2 separate regions of the Mus musculus genome follow, and region 2 is linked to region 1. Evidence: chromatin contacts called from public Hi-C data. All regions are on one chromosome and are shown on one strand. Each heading gives the region's core, a stretch centred on a gene start, on an enhancer-like site or on the middle of the called end of the contact. The rest is flanking DNA. Distances are from core to core; before and after follow the strand shown.

Region 1 (4,223 bases), core at 695-3,194:
TAACCCACCTGATGCAAATTGCAAGAGGTTTTATTATCAGCTAGCTGAGGACGAACCCCTGGCACCTAGAAGGGCAGGGGAGTTCCACCCAGAGCAGTGACAGTAGAGGGCTTTTAACAGCTAGCTGAGGAGTTGGGAGGAGTTGGGAAGAGTTGGGAGGAGTTGGGAAGAGAGTTCTCTTCCAGGTGTCCTTGGTGAAATTTACAAGGCAGGAGTGGGGAGTGAGTTCTTTCTGAATTTTTATCTCCCGAGTCCTCCGCACAGGAAGGCAGGCATCTCTGGTTGTAAAGTATAGAAACAAAAAGGCTTTTTGCTGGCTATAGAGAACAAAGAGCTTCTTTCTGGCTGTGTTTTTAGAGATCAGGGAAAACAAGCTTGGGGAACATTTAGGGGCTTTACCTTCCAGGGAGAAACACTTTAAGTTGGGGTCTCACAGAACTGTTGTTGGGAATGCAGTGTGTGTGTGTGTGTGTGTGTGTGTGTGTGTGCGCATGTGTGTAATTATATTCCTATCTGGCATTTTGAGGGATTAAAGATCGGCCAGATTGCCAGCCTGGGAAACAGAGAGATTCTGTCTGGAAGTAAAGAAAGGACTGGGAACTGCTCATGAAGAGCCTTGCATGAGACACTTCATTCAGTCCCCAGAACTGCAGATGAATAAGGAAACAGATAGGACATGTCCCGCCACTTATAATATATTCTAAGGGTTTTCGTGTAATACATATGAAATTCATATATAAAATTTATATAAAACCAGACATACGAAAAGTTACAAGAAATATTCACCCAGGGCTGGAGAGAGGGCTCACTGGTTAAGAGTGTGTCCTGCCCTTCCAGGAGATCTGAGTTTGATTTCCAGCACACATATTGGGTGGCTCACAATCTCCTGTAACTCTAAATAATAATTACAAACTTTCTTTTAGTTCTGCTTTGAACTGACAGAGATCTGCCTGCCTCTGTCTCTCAAGTGTTTGCATTTAAGCCTCCCATGCCTGCTAGACAAGCACTCTAACAAATGAAGTTACAGCCTCATCCCTGGATTCCAATTTTGTTTCTTTTGTTTTTTTTTTTGAAACAGTGTTTCTCTGTCCTGGAACTTGCTCTGTACACCAGGTTTGTTTTGTAACTCACAGAAATCCACCTGCCTCTGCTGGGATTAAAGGCCTGTGGTTCCACCACCCAATTCCTTGATTCGATTTTTTATTTCATGTTTTCAAAGATCTTCCATGTATTGGCTCAGTTACTCTTACATGCCAATTAGTGGCAACCCCTAGTGTCGGGTAACCAACCACTGGGTCAGCCAGGGACAAAAGGGTTTAGAGTGGGGTCTAGAACCTGGCTCCACTGCTCCAGGAGGGGAGGCTCTGGAGTAAAACTGTGCAGTCTGAGACTGGAGAGATGGCTCAGCGGTTAAGAGCACTGGTTGCTCTTGCAGAGGACCCTGATTTGATTCCTAGCTCCTATATGGTGACTCAGAAGAGCCTATACTCTAGCTCCATCCTCGGAATCCTACTCTTCTGTCCTCCATTTACACCTATGCTCATGCGCGCATGCCTACAGACACCCCCCAACATAATTCTTAAAAATTATGCATAAATATATTTACATAAATATATCAACACAATATATTAATATACACTCACTTATAGAGTATATGCATGTATTTTATTTTATCATGTATTCTATAATACTTATATAGTATAGTCACAAATTATATGAGTACATATTATATATGTGGATACATATTACATATTATAATATGTATTCATATATATATTTCTGAAAAAAAGTGCAGTCCTGCCAAACCAAACTTGGTAGTGACCTACACATGCAGAGGGTGCAGAGTCCACACAGGAATGAAGAGCAAAGCAGGAAGAGCTCCCGGGAACCGCCCGGCTTCCTTAGCGCACTGGGCGTGGTTAGGGGCGGGGCTTACGTCATTACGGCCGGGCAGAGCCCTGCCTCCTGCAGTGGCGGGAGATCTGAACGCGGGTTGGCGCTAACGCCGGCTGCAGTGGTGCGCGGTGCGCGGCCGCCATGAGGCATAGAGGGCCCGAGGAGGAGGCGTGTGGTGTGTGGTTGGACGCGGCGGCGCTGAAGAGGCGGAAGATGCAGGTGGGACGCCAATATTGAGGCGATACGCGGGCTTTGGGGGACGCCTGAAGGGAGGGGGTCGGCATAAAGGGAGGACGGGATTCGGGGCGACTGGCAGCGTGAGGCCTTTGAACTGGCGCCTCAGGCGTCCTGTGGCATGCTGGGAAGGGCTCCACGACTGGTCACCTACAGGGTGCGGTCTACCCAGTTTGCCAGAACCAGCAACATGGAAAATGCAGATCAGATCGGGGATCTGGCCCAACATTAAATGAGCATCCCTGGGGTGCTGGAGACTAATTGGGCGTTTAATATGCGTTGGCTGTGTCATTAATCTTTTTTTTTTTCACTAGTGAAAGAGGGTTGAGTAATCCAGGTTCCCCCAGTTCGCTTATTACCAACAAGTGTTAGACAATTGCTTGTTTAGCATCTTATGCTGGCCGTTGTGTTTAGGGTTTTAAGTAATATTACCTTGTTTGGTCCAGCTATATGCTAGTATCAGTCCAATTACCTAGGCAGAACATGATATGTCCCCATAAGTAGTTTCAAGAGAAATGTGACTTTTGGAGTTTAGAAAGATTGCTGTTGATTTGAGACTATTAAAGCAGATTGAATGGAACAGGTGGAGATCTGAGATTTAAATAGTATGATTAGCAGTCTAAAGAGCAGCTGTTAACCATTTTTTGCTGATGAAAAATTGGAGATTCTTGGTTTTTGTTTTGTTTTGAGCCAGGGTTTTTTTTCTGTTATGTAACTGGCTATTCTGGAACTCACTGTGTAGAGCTGGCTGGCCTTGAGCTCAGAGATCCACCTCTTTGCTTCCCTAGTGCTACGATCAGCGTGTGCAACCACACCCGACTGAAAAATTGAGGATTCTTAAAGTCATCTTACAACCGAAGTCATTTTCTTCCCCGGGGACAGCGTTTCTCTGTGTAGTCCTGGCTGTCCCTGAGCTCAGAGAGCCACCTGCTTCTGCTTCCCAAGTGCTGAGATTAAAGGCCACCATTGCCTGGCTGAAGTAATTTTTTGAGGGTAACAAACTTTCACATTTTTTTCCTCTTAACATTTTTGGAGCCGGGCGTGGTGTCGCACGCCTTTAATCCCAGCACTCGGGAGGCAGAGGCAGGCAGATTTCTGAGTTTGAGGTCAGCCTGGTCTACAAAGTGAGTTCCAGGACAGCCAGAGCTATACAGAGAAACCCTGTCTCGAGAACAACAAAAACAAACAAACAAACAAACAAACAAACAAAAAAACCAAACCAAAAAAAAGAACATTTTCGGAATAGGTAATAAATCGATGTGTTCTGAAATGTAAACATATAGTCTGTGAGATATACTCCTGGCTTTGCCTGTAATTAACACACACACACACACACACACACAAATGCATCTTTTTCCTATTTACAAATAGTTGCATGCTATACACTGGCAATTTGTGTATATTTAGGTTTTTTAAATTATTTTAATGATATCATTGTGTGTGTGTGATATGTACAGGAGTACAGGTGCCCACGGAGGTCAGAGGTGTGAGAGACCCTCCCTGAAGCTGGGGTTACAGGTAGTGGTAAGCCACCTGATATGGTGCTGGGAATCGAACTCGGGTCCTCAGGAAGAGTCCTGTGCGCTCTTAACCACTAAGCTGTCTCTCCAGGCTGTCCCCACCTACCCTGTCCCCACGGATGTCTGTGTCGGTGACTTTGGAGGGGGCAGTAGTTGCACGCACTTGTGAGCTGTGTGATACGAGCACTGGTGTAAGACCCCCATGCTGGACCTCCGCTCAAGTCCCGGGATGAGCTGGCCAGCACCCCAGTGACCGAGAGAAAACCACACCCGAGGCAAACCGCAAGAGGTTTTATCATCAGCTAGCTGAGGACGAAGTCCCAACGCTGTGCAGGGCACCGGAGCGGACAGCAGGGGGCTTTTAACAACTAGCTGAGGAGTTGGGAGGAGTTGGGAGGAGTTGGGAGGAGTTCTTCTCTTCCGGGTGTCCTTGGTGAAATTTACAAGGCAGGAGTGGGGAGTGAGTTCTTTCTGAATTTTTATCTCCCGAGTCCTCCGCACAGGAAGGCAGGCATCTCTGGTTGTAAAGTATAGAAACAAAAAGGCTTTTTGCTGGCTATAGAGAACAAAGAG
Region 2 (4,223 bases), core at 605-3,104, 330 kb after region 1:
AAGCTTGCTGGAATGCAGATGAACCAAAATATTGGCAAGAAATATGCTGGTGGTAATATTAATAATGCTGCCTTCCTCTGGACACCACTATTCATTACCAATAAGACATAAGCTTGAAGCCATCTTTTGGAAGCATGGATTTGCTCTGACCAAAGCGCCAGGCCTGGACTGGAGAGTTAGTTGTAAGGTGTAGCTATGGAACACAATAGAAATAACATGTAAGTCAAAAGAATAAGCTCAGGCTATGCCCAGGCTCTAACTGAATAATTCAAAACCTGTGGTCTAGAGACTCCTGAAGTAGCCCTGAGATCCTTCCAAACGGAGAGCTCTAAAAACCAGAGCCACCCTTCTATTGTTTGGGTAAATAGTTATTTTCAGTGAATTAATAAGTACATTTTACTTCTTGTTTTATTTTCTCTTTTTTTTTCAATTGTTATTTGTTTAATTGATTTTTATTGAGAACAGGGTCTCTGTAGCCCTAGTTGGCCTGGCACTCACTCTGTAGACCAGGCTGGCTAGAACTCAGAGACTCTTTGAATTCTGCCTCCTGGGTACTGGGACTAAAGGTGTGACTCACCACCCCTGGTTTATTTTGTAACCTACATTTAACAGAAGCTCTTTGGAGTTCTCAAGAATTTTTAATTACTTAAAAGGAGTCTTCAGACCAATGAGAATCACTGCTTTGATTCAATGACAACTTAGTTCCAGAGCACTCCAGGTAAGACTAAGCAACACAGAGTCCTCCATTGCTACTTCCTTCTTGTAATCCTCTGCCCAATCATTTCTCTCTACTCAAGTGAGAAAGAACAAAACAGAACCATTCATCAGTGGGCTCAATCTACAGACCCAATTAACTCATCCCAAAACAGGCACTTCCATTGCTAACAGCTAGTTTATTCCTAATAAACTCCACTTAAAACAGGTCAGTATCAGCCACTTTAGATATTCTCTTAATTAGAAGGGCAACTACATCCCTCACAGTTGGAGAACATGCAATAGAAACATACCAGTCCTTGGTATCTGAAGGAATCATAGACGCTTCTGATGAAAAGCCAGAACGGCCACAGGTATTCAAATCGGAACTCCAGGACAAAGTCGGCAAGGAGGACAAGTGCCCACACTACCAGGAATTTCAGGTATAAAAATGTACTGCAAAATACAAAAACAAGGGATTCAAGGTCATACATGAAGATTCCGAAGTAGGAATGCACTGTTTCTGTTTTAAAAAAAGTAAAAAATAACTTCATTTACCGTAAGCCCAACAAGAGAAGGCTCAGGGAGCTACCCTCTGGCCACCTGGATTGTAAAAATGCTCAGAGCCTCACAATTTGTCAAGACAAGATGACAACCAAACCGGCTCAGTTTCTTTTAAGATGGAAGAAAAACACTTGAATCTCACCACTTTTTTAAAGATGTGCTAAGTGTCTGACTTTAAAATACTGCAACCCTCACAGAATGACAGGCTTCAAGCTGTTCTTCCTTAGAAGAAAAGGTCATGGCTGAAGTGTGCTACTTCCTCACACTCCACACCTGCTTAAGAGTTGCAAATTCTTGCTACACACCTCTCTGCATGCTTCAAGGGTTTGTGCTTTTCTCTTCCTTTGCTTCTCTATACTGCAGTCATGTGCACTGACCAAACAAAACTGACTTCCCAAAAATTTGCCAAAGATAACTCATGGGGCAGACACGAGTCACTTCCATAGACTGAGGGCACAAAAATGTCTTTTAAAGGAAAAAGTCTTCAAACATCCAAGACTTGAGATGTAAATATGTCTTCTGAGTTCCCTCCTATTTATGTTAAAGAAACACATGCTTTGAAAAGCCAGTTAGAATGCATATATAACAACTGTACTGAGCTTAATAAGACAATTTTTAAAAAGGGCTGGCAAGATGGCTCAGTAGGTAAGAACACTGACTACTCTTCTGAAGGTCCTGAGTTCAAATCCCAGCAACCACATGGTGGCTCACAACCACTTGTAATGAGATCTGACGCCCTCTTCTGGTGTGTCTGAAAGTCAGCTACATTGTACTTATGTACACTTTGGACCAGAGCAGTCAGGGGTTGAGTTAACTAGAGTGGTGAGCAAGGGCCAACTGAAGGGAGCAGAGGTCCTAAAAATTCAATTCCCAACAACCACATGAAGGCTCGTGAAGGCTCACAACCAGCTGTACAGCTACAGCGTACTCATAAATAAATAAATAAATAAATGTAAAAAAATCTTTCATATAATCTGAAACTTCATTACCCAGTCATCAATCACATTTAGCTACTAATAAACCTCTATTTCTATATTCCTAATTCCAATTACAGAGCAGGGCAAATTTAGCTATTAAAAAAAGATTTCTAAACCAGGCATGGTGGCATAGACTTACAATCCCAACACAAATCTGGGCCAAAAATATCAAGAGTTTGAGGTTAGCCTGAGCTACACAGCAAGTTCCAACCAATCCTGGGCTAGGAAGATCCTAAACTAAAAATTTAAACTTTAAAAACTGATCATATGTAGGGCGTGGTGGCGCACGCCTTTAATCCCAGCACTCGGGAGGCAGAGGCAGGCGGATTTCTGAGTTCCAGGCCAGCCTGGTCTACAAAGTGAATTCCAAGACAGCCAGGGATATACAGAGAAAACCTGTCTCAAAAAAAACCAACAACAACAACAAAAAAAAAACAACAACAAAAACAAACAAACAAACAAAAACAACTGATCATACGTGAGTACATGACAATGTAATCAGCTGAATGAACTTCCACGAGGGGATGATTCCCAAGAGAAATACACACTTGCCTCCAGACTCACAGGGGATATTACCACTGATCATTTTGATACTAGTAGCCAACTACAATCCAAAAATAAATTAACCGAGTAAATAAACCCAATTTTAGAGCTCTGCACCAAGTAATACTACTCAGCACTCACAGGAAATAAGCCATTCAGGAGAAAGCATAAACTATCCCCGAAAAGCTAGTAGAAACACAGATAAAACGTCAGAAAAGCTGATAACTGATCTAGAAACAGACAATAAAAAAGAAAAGAGCCAGGCATGGTGGCATGTCTCTTTAATCTCAGTACAGGCCAGCGTGATCTATGTAGAGAGACCCTGTATCAAAATTTAAAAAGAAACAGCAGCAGGAGGCTAGGAGGTAGTGAGTCAGAAAAACAGCCTAAGAACGTTGACACTGGATAGGACATCTTACCAAGAGACCTCACGTTTCACCTGAGTCAAAGGACTGCATCATATCTGGCTGCAGTAGGGAAAGGCTGATTGGCCTCTCCTAAGATTAACCAGCTCATCCAAGCCCTGGACAGCCAGGCAGGCAAGACAGCTGCTTGGACCACCCCACAATACAGACCAAAGACAAAGCAGGACACTGCCAGCCTATGCTAAGAAAGCTGCTGGTAAGAGGAACAAACATCCCTGCTGAGAGACTACTTGTCCTTTGAGTGGGGTCAATACTGTCACTGTATTGGTAGAAAACAGAAATGCTTATTAGCTGGGGGAGATTATATATTACAGACTCAAGGGAACTGGTGGTCTTCCTGCCTTGTGTACGAAGGTGGAGGTTCCTTGTTGCATCAAGAGCAGGCAGGGTGGGGTAGCTGGGCCATAGGAAGACACAGGTTAGGTCAAAGACAAAGATCCTGGCTGAGCTGGTGGAAGCTACCAGGGCCAATGATAACAACAGACATGATGAGATCTGTTGTCATTGGGAAGGTAATGTCCTACCTAGGTCCAATCTCTGTGGCTCACATTGCCAAATGTTTGAAAAAGTAAAGGACAAAGAACTGTCACCAAAATGGGTTAAATGTACACTGCTGAGTTTCCTGTACATAAATATAACTTACAAATTGCCCTTTAGGGGCTGAAGAGATGGCTCAGTGGTTAAGAGCACTTGTTTTATATAGAGGACCTGGGTATGATTCCCAGCACCCACATGGTAGCTCACAACTGATCTTAATTCCATTTTAAGGGATCCAACATCTTCCTATGGCCTCGGGCATATACATAGTACAGATACACATGCAAGCAAAACATTCATACACACAAAATGAAATATTAAAAATATTTAGTTGCTCTGTTTGAGGGGAAGAGGAAGGGGTGATTCAAGACAGGGTTTCTCTGTATAGCCCTGGCTGTCCTGAAACTCACTCGGTAGACCAGGCTGGCCTCAAACTCAGAAATCCACCTGCCTCTGCCTTTGCCTCTGCCTCTGCCTCTGCCTC

Evidence for each region. A called contact is a pair of places that touch in the nucleus more often than the background predicts.
Region 2: a contact with region 1 is called in a Hi-C map of bone marrow-derived macrophages, with 17 read pairs. The contact joins the enhancer-like site here to the promoter of Aunip in region 1. A contact is called at or near these places in 2 of 484 Hi-C or Micro-C datasets (bone marrow-derived macrophages and granulocyte-monocyte progenitors) and 6 of 115 datasets of contacts at active chromatin or transcription factors (embryonic limb bud, embryonic stem cells, extraembryonic endoderm stem cells and 1 more).

Annotation. Positions count from the first base shown.
Region 1 is chr4:134,509,055-134,513,277 of GRCm38.p6, forward strand. It overlaps Aunip (aurora kinase A and ninein interacting protein), which reads left to right and starts at 1,945. Exons shown (of 3, transcript NM_001081099.1): 1 at 1,945-2,115. The coding sequence starts at 2,038. It overlaps Paqr7 (progestin and adipoQ receptor family member VII), which reads left to right. Exons shown (of 2, transcript NM_027995.3): 2 at 1-1,183.
Region 2 is chr4:134,836,842-134,841,064 of GRCm38.p6, forward strand. Maco1 (macoilin 1) reads right to left here. Exons shown (of 11, transcript NM_025382.6): 2 at 1,008-1,149. Among named protein-coding and RNA genes, the nearest start is that of Maco1, 14 kb to the right of the region's middle. Within about 2 kb of position 1,855, at least 15 of the 459 cell types and tissues checked have an H3K27ac peak or open chromatin away from gene starts, as enhancers often do. A contact at or near this core is called in bone marrow-derived macrophages and embryonic stem cells, where this site is marked.